2 separate regions of the Mus musculus genome follow, and region 2 is linked to region 1. The links are chromatin contacts, called in public HiChIP or PLAC-seq maps. All regions are on one chromosome and are shown on one strand. The core of a region is the stretch at or near the end of the contact, and the rest is flanking DNA. Distances in the headings are between cores, read along the strand shown.

The links. HiChIP or PLAC-seq counts read pairs in DNA pulled down with a chosen protein or histone mark.
Region 2: an H3K4me3 HiChIP or PLAC-seq map of embryonic limb bud shows a contact between it and region 1, with 3 times the contacts expected there. The contact joins the enhancer-like site here to the promoter of Ebf2 in region 1. A contact is called at or near these places in 5 of 39 promoter capture datasets (the 3T3-L1 cell line, 3T3-L1-derived adipocytes, cranial neural crest and 2 more), 5 of 484 Hi-C or Micro-C datasets (cerebellum, cranial neural crest, differentiating spermatogonia and 2 more), 6 of 115 datasets of contacts at active chromatin or transcription factors (embryonic hindbrain, embryonic limb bud, embryonic midbrain and 3 more) and 2 of 9 other capture datasets (adipose tissue and pancreatic islet).

The regions. Positions count from the first base shown.
Region 1 is chr14:67,233,181-67,236,239 of GRCm38.p6, reverse strand. Ebf2 (early B cell factor 2) reads right to left here and starts at 1,596. Exons shown (of 16, transcript NM_001360202.1): 1 at 975-1,596. The coding sequence starts at 1,105. It overlaps Gm20675 (a long non-coding RNA gene), which reads left to right and starts at 3,045. Exons shown (of 2, transcript XR_874748.1): 1 at 3,045-3,059.
Region 2 is chr14:67,302,317-67,305,375 of GRCm38.p6, reverse strand. All of the region lies in intron 6 of Ebf2 (early B cell factor 2), which reads right to left. Gm6878 (predicted gene 6878) reads left to right here. Exons shown (of 4, transcript NR_165040.1): 4 at 1-504. Among named protein-coding and RNA genes, the nearest start is that of Gm6878, 11 kb to the left of the region's middle. Within about 2 kb of position 1,490, at least 13 of the 459 cell types and tissues checked have an H3K27ac peak or open chromatin away from gene starts, as enhancers often do. A contact at or near this core is called in embryonic limb bud, where this site is marked.

The sequences.
Region 1 (3,059 bases), core at 347-2,846:
GACACCTGGAGATGTGGCCTATCTGCAAAAGGGGTCATTTCTCAACGTGAAGTCCGGAGATTTAAGGAGGTTGGCGCAGAACGCAGAGCGCAGAGGAAGAGTCGAGAGTCCTGGAAGAAATTTGTGGGTGTCTGGAGAGGGTAAAGGAGCTGGCTCTTGTAGTCTGGACACGAGGGCCATGAATCTCAGTTCAGTAGCGACAGTGAGAAGCGGGACTGGAATGTCTTCGTGGGATGGAACCCTAGACAAATTTTAACCATCCGTAAACGCGAAGATTTGGAAACAAAATCAACTTGAGGAACCCGCAAAACTGGAGGGTGCTCTTCTCTGCGGCTCCATTTTCTCCTCTTCCCCGACTACTCCTGTGCTTCGGTCCATCCTCGGCCTCTTCGGTTTGTCTGTCCCACTCTCCCTCACCCAGGACTCGCTTGCATGTCCCCTTTCCTAGAGCTCCCGGCCGCCTTGCTTTCCTTGCAGCCCCTCAGGCCTCTCCGGATCCTCTCGCCGCCGCCACCATCTGGCCGCTGGGCTCCCCGAGTCTCCAAGCCATCCTGAATGATGCTGGAGGAGAGGCGCTCGCAGGAAGCGTGGGGGAACCTAGGAGTGACCGGAAAGCCGGCTCTGCCGCTGCGCCGGCTGCCAGCTCGGATCTTCACGCGCCACTCCGCTAGAGTCCAAGAGTAAACGCCACGATGTGAGCTTGAACGCTACTTTTAATAAATTTTTTTTGTCCTCAAAGAACGGACTGTGGGGAGAAACACCCGTGACCTCGGTAGTTCAGAAACTACAGTGTCGACTGCGGGAAAAGGGTTCCCCTAGTCGCAGCGACCTGCCCGCCCAGGGAGAGCCCCAGTGCGCACAGCCAGGGAGGAGAGACAAGGACAGAGAGAAAGAGAGGGAGCAAAGGGAAGAGATATTCGGGGAGACAGACACAACCAGAGACTTTCAGAGCACAACGGCTCCAGTCTCATTACCTCTGAGCCGCGACATTGGCGTCCACCACGCCGACATTCCGGACCCAGGACCTGACCGAATCCATCTCGGCACCCAGCGACTTGTCTTTCAGAGCTGGTCCTCTTCCTAGCGTATCTTGAATCCCAAACATTTAAAAAGTCTGGTCCTCTACTGTCGCCTTAAAAGTGACTTTACAACAACACCGTCCTCACTCTCCAATGCTGCCAGCAAATGGTGTTCTCCAAAAGCAATCCGAGAAAGGCGGCAAGGGCCGAAGTTTGGGGGCCCTCTTGGAAAGAAATAGCCAGCCCGTTCCTCCACGCACAATGCAAAGTTTGCGTTTTTTATCCTCGGTGGCTTCAGATCTGCCGCCTCGGGGCTTCCACTCTAGGTCGCCCGCATCCTTCCAGCTGCAGAACGTTCTCCAGAAAGTGGCCACAATTTGGAAGCATCACCTGTTCTGGGAAAAACAGGAGGAGATAGATAGCTGCCTGATCTCTCCCCTTCCTCCTTGTTCCCCCCTCCCTGCTCCTCCCCACCGTTCCGATATAGGAAAAAAAAAAAAAATCCCCAACAGGATCAGTTGTAAGAGGAAGGGGAAGACCCGGAGCGGGGAGGAGGCGGTGGCTGAGAGCGCCGCAGAGCCGGGCTGCTGCAGCGCGCGGGCCCCATGAATGGTTACTACAACCCAGGCCGCGGGAGGCGGAGCCGAGGCCCGATAAGGAGCCTCATTTGCATGGACGCCCGGGATTGGCCGGCTCTGGGCAAGCTGGGCGGACGTCCTCCCGCGGCGTTAGCCAAGCTTTGCTTTGCCCGAAGTCCGGGAGGTGAAAGGCTACAGCAAGCCACAAGCACCGAGTCCCGACCAGAGTCCCGAGTGTTTGGCCTGAGTGGGAAAGGGGGTCCCCAAATCCTGCACCAAAACAGAGTAGCAGGACTCTGAGAGTTAGGATCATGATGGTTCTTTCCGATCGCGGGAGCAGGAAGCCAGCGCGGATTTGCCTCTAGATGCAGGTTTTTTGTCGCCTGCGGGAGACCCTACAGATTCATTCCCGGGGTTTGGACCTGTGACCACCTGTATTTATGCTTTTCGCAAACACTACCCTCAGGGCATCCGTCTTTCTGAACCGGTCTACCAAGTCTCAGAGAGTTCCAGGGAAGCAATCATTTCGTGCGAAGGCCACAAGTGTTAGAAGGAGAGGCGAGATGAAGGAAGGAGAGAGCGGAGTGTGGACGAATGAGGCTCAAGTGCAGTTTAAATAAATATACTGTGAAGGGAAATGGTGAAGGAGTTAAGGAAAACAGCCCCGGGAGGGCGGGAGTACGCACCTTTGCAGATAGGAGAGGTTGCTGACAGCTTGGCTGGCTGAGAACTGCGGGATGAAGTTTCGAATCCTCCCCCCTTTTAAAATCTCCCTCCCCAATCCCTGAAGGCCGGGGAACCCTGCGTTAGAGACACGAGGCGTCTGTGAAGAAGTCCTGGAAACTTTGTCCGCCGAGCGCTGTGGTCGCGAAGGTTGGTGGTCGGGAAGCCGAGGCTCCACAAAATAGCTGAAACCCTAGACGGCTGGAGGTGCCTATTAAAAAAAAATCCTCCTGGCTGGGTGTTATTTTCTTGCTTCTCTTTTTGTATTCTGATCTGCGCGTAGATCTGCTGTTGAAATCTAGAACGCCAGCGCGAAAACAGATTTGAAGACAATGAATGCAAATCTGTGCTCAAAGACCATCTGCCGTGGAGCAGACAATCAGCTGCGCCGCGGTTCGAGCGACTGCACCCGAGCCTCTCAGCATCATTACAGTCGGGAGTCTTTCCTCCCGGCTCAGGGCTCAGGTTTGAGTGTCAATTGACTCCTGACCGGACCCCCTAGCTGTAGGTGAGCGCTCACAGACGAGCTGCGAGAGTTCGCCGCTAGAGGACACAGCGCCTGGGGTGCACGTTTGCCCGGCGAGCGAAAAGGAAGCTTGCGCTTTCAGAGACTGCTTGAGTCTCCATTGAAGGGGACCTGAGCACGTCACTTCACCTCAGGGGCAAACTGTGACTACAGACTGCGCAGGCGGGATGGTGCTCCGGAAGACTTGGTCTCTCTCTACAGCAGTGACTGACT
Region 2 (3,059 bases), core at 241-2,740, 69 kb before region 1:
TGGATAGAGGTATCCTGAGCTGTCAAAACTGGCATTATGTGTGAACTTACTGAGTACACCCATTAAAAATTAGGACCGAATCTGAAATTCTACTTAAGCAAAGCTGGAGACTCATAATTTGAGCTCTGACTCTGTACAGCTGCCAAAGGAAAGTTAATTTTTTTTTATCTAAGGGGTGAACAGCTGCAGTCAAAATTACCCTGTCATATCCATCTTTATAAGCGTCTCCCAGAGAATCCAGAGGAACAGCGAACACTTCCGACAGGATCCCTGTTTTAGTGTGATTCGGAGAGATGATCATGGTCTCAGTTTCGGGGTCTCCTTCAACATAAATATTAATGAATCCAACCACATAAAGACTCTTCCTCTGATGAAAATTAAAAATTCAGCTCTTGCATCATAGCTTTTCATGAAGAAGAATTAAGACGCCTTCATTAGTTTTAAAGGATGTGGTTAAAATTAATAAATCATTATCGAATCTAAATCTCAAAAAACCACTTGTAATCTTTTTTTCTGTGTTCTTAAATGCAATTTAATGGAGACACTTTAGGTTTTGTCTGTTTGGCAACAGGTCCAAGACACAGTTGTGAAGCACAGCTCAATAGTTAAGCTTTCTAACTTCCATAATATTTGGCAGTTCCCTATAGAACTCAAACTACCTTTCTCTGTCTTCAGAATCCCTCATAATGTTCTGTACAAAACCTTAGAAAAATGATACCATGCTGGGGTTAGCTGCCAAAAGACAATATATTTCAAATGAAGACTCCTACTATTTGGAAACTATTTCCTGTTCTTTCTTTTCTCTACTTATTTGTTAACCTGATAGTGTTTCCAGGATTTGGAAGGTTCAGATATTTTGTATTCTAGTGACATTAGGGGCTTCCTGGGGGGGGGGGGCGGGGGGGAATGGAGAATCAACTTACTTTCTCTAGGCTGAATCTCCCTCAGTGTTCAAGGTCTTTTAAACCTTCTAAGTAAACATGAATATGCATCTATTAGTGGCACTTGTGTTGTTGGGGTTGGGGGGGGGGGTGGAGAGACAGAGAGACAGAAAGAGATCAGCCTTTCCTGTGTAAATATGAACTCCTAAGCCTCTAAATGATTTGCCAAACTGAATCGAATAATAAAGGGTTTAAACTTTGCCATTTGGGGGTTAATGTGAAAGGCTTGTCAACATCAGATTGTTTAGACATTAAAAGGAACGCGCTGTGCGCCTCCTTCAAACCCCTGCTCACTGGCGTTGCAGCTCCCAGCGAATTTACCCAGCTGTAAGTGATTCCAGATGCGCAGCAGTGACAAGCTTCAGTCTCAGGGTAGTTATTCATTTCACATTAAAATCTCGTGTTCCCAGGTCTGAGCTGTTATCTGACTGAGATCAGATTAGGGAATGCAACAAGCAGGCATTTCTAACCCAGACCCTGGCCTCCTTCTCTGGCCTGGAACTCTGGGAGGTGCAGACTGATTATAAGACAGTGGTTCTAAGCTGTGTCGTTTAACCCACACCGAATACCCCCCACCCCCAGCAGGCAGGGACCTGACCACATACTTGCACATAAGCTATCTCTGTTCAATTCTGGAGAGCTCAGTACATCACAGCCTGCCCGAGCCTAAGTCCTCAATGGGACACAAGCAAGGGCCTGCGATTTTGTGATTCAGGTGTGCGGTACCCCACATGCAGAAGGGTGCTTGCTACACTCATGGTAAATGGTGAGTGATTCACTAAGCCTATGCGTTCTTTTCATTCTGTCTCCTGTCCTGAGCTGTATCTGGACCTTGATAGACACTGCAAGTAGAAGCTCAAAGGACGAAAAGCGCCAGAAAGGAGGCGAAGGCCAAGCCATTATTTTCCTTTGTTTCCCTTGTGGAGAAGACAAGATGTAGGTCCCTCCCCCGGCCAGCATGAGCAGGGCAGGTTTTGAGTCCAACTCGACTGTCTTACCTGCAATGCAGGAAGCACAAATGCTACTGGCTGACAGTGTCAAAGAAGCATTTTTAAATACAGAGCTACAAAAAGGGGCAAGAGATTGTGGACACAGAGTAACGATAATGAAGTGATGGTGGATGGCTGCCTTCCTGCTGCTCCTGAGAGGGAGCAAAGCAAGGATCTGAGCTGGTTTCATGCAGTCCCCTCGAGCTAAGCTTTGGGCCTTATTGTCATTCTTTTTTCTCTGCTCCGTTGTCACTCTGAAAAGGTGGATAGCACTGTGAACCCCCAGCTGATCAACTGTGGTCACAGGCTGCTGGGCAGCCCCAGAACCCGTCAGGAGGCTCCTGTCACTAAGATCGTCACACTGGACGCCCTGGAAAACATGGACTGAATATTGCAGCCCCCCCCTCCACTTGCCCGCCCATGCTCTCCGATGGGGAACAGACAAAACCTACAATTAGAAATGAAAAAGGTGAAGAAGGCAGGGGAGCCCCAAACCCACCTTGGCTGCAGGAGAGGGGGCGGAATAGGGGACAGACAGCCAACCACATGGAAAGAGAACAGCAGCATTTGGCTTGGCAGTGGGCAGATTTTCTTTTACGACTGCTAAATGCCTGCCTTTCTCCCCAAGCAATTACGGTACTGTTTCTCATCAAGATGGCTGTTAGCAGCCAATCTCTAAGTCTTTGCAAGTAAATCAAGGATGCTATTGGCAGCTGTCTTGGAGAGTAGCCTGAACAGCCATCCTTGTCATTCCAGAGTGAAGGACATCCCAGCAATGGTCTATATACCAAGCCAAGCTGTATATGACTGCTAAAGAAGGGCAGAGTGGGCGTCTTCCTGGCATCCAACATAGGTGGAAGAAGAAAGGCACTTATGCCTTCTGGCTACAAGTTCAGAACCAGAGCACAACTATAAGATGTGACTTTACCCCCATGGTCCTTTGGTCTAGCCAAAGGAGACCTAGCCAAGTCCCCTTCCTTCAGACCATGGGTGATATCAAAGGCCATTATCAAGTCAATTAGAAGGAACATAAAGGGATAATTCAAAGCACAGTGGACACAAGTCACATAGTGAAAACTTGTAAAAGATTATAGTGAAGAGACATCTTAGATGCTCAGGGCAAATAGGA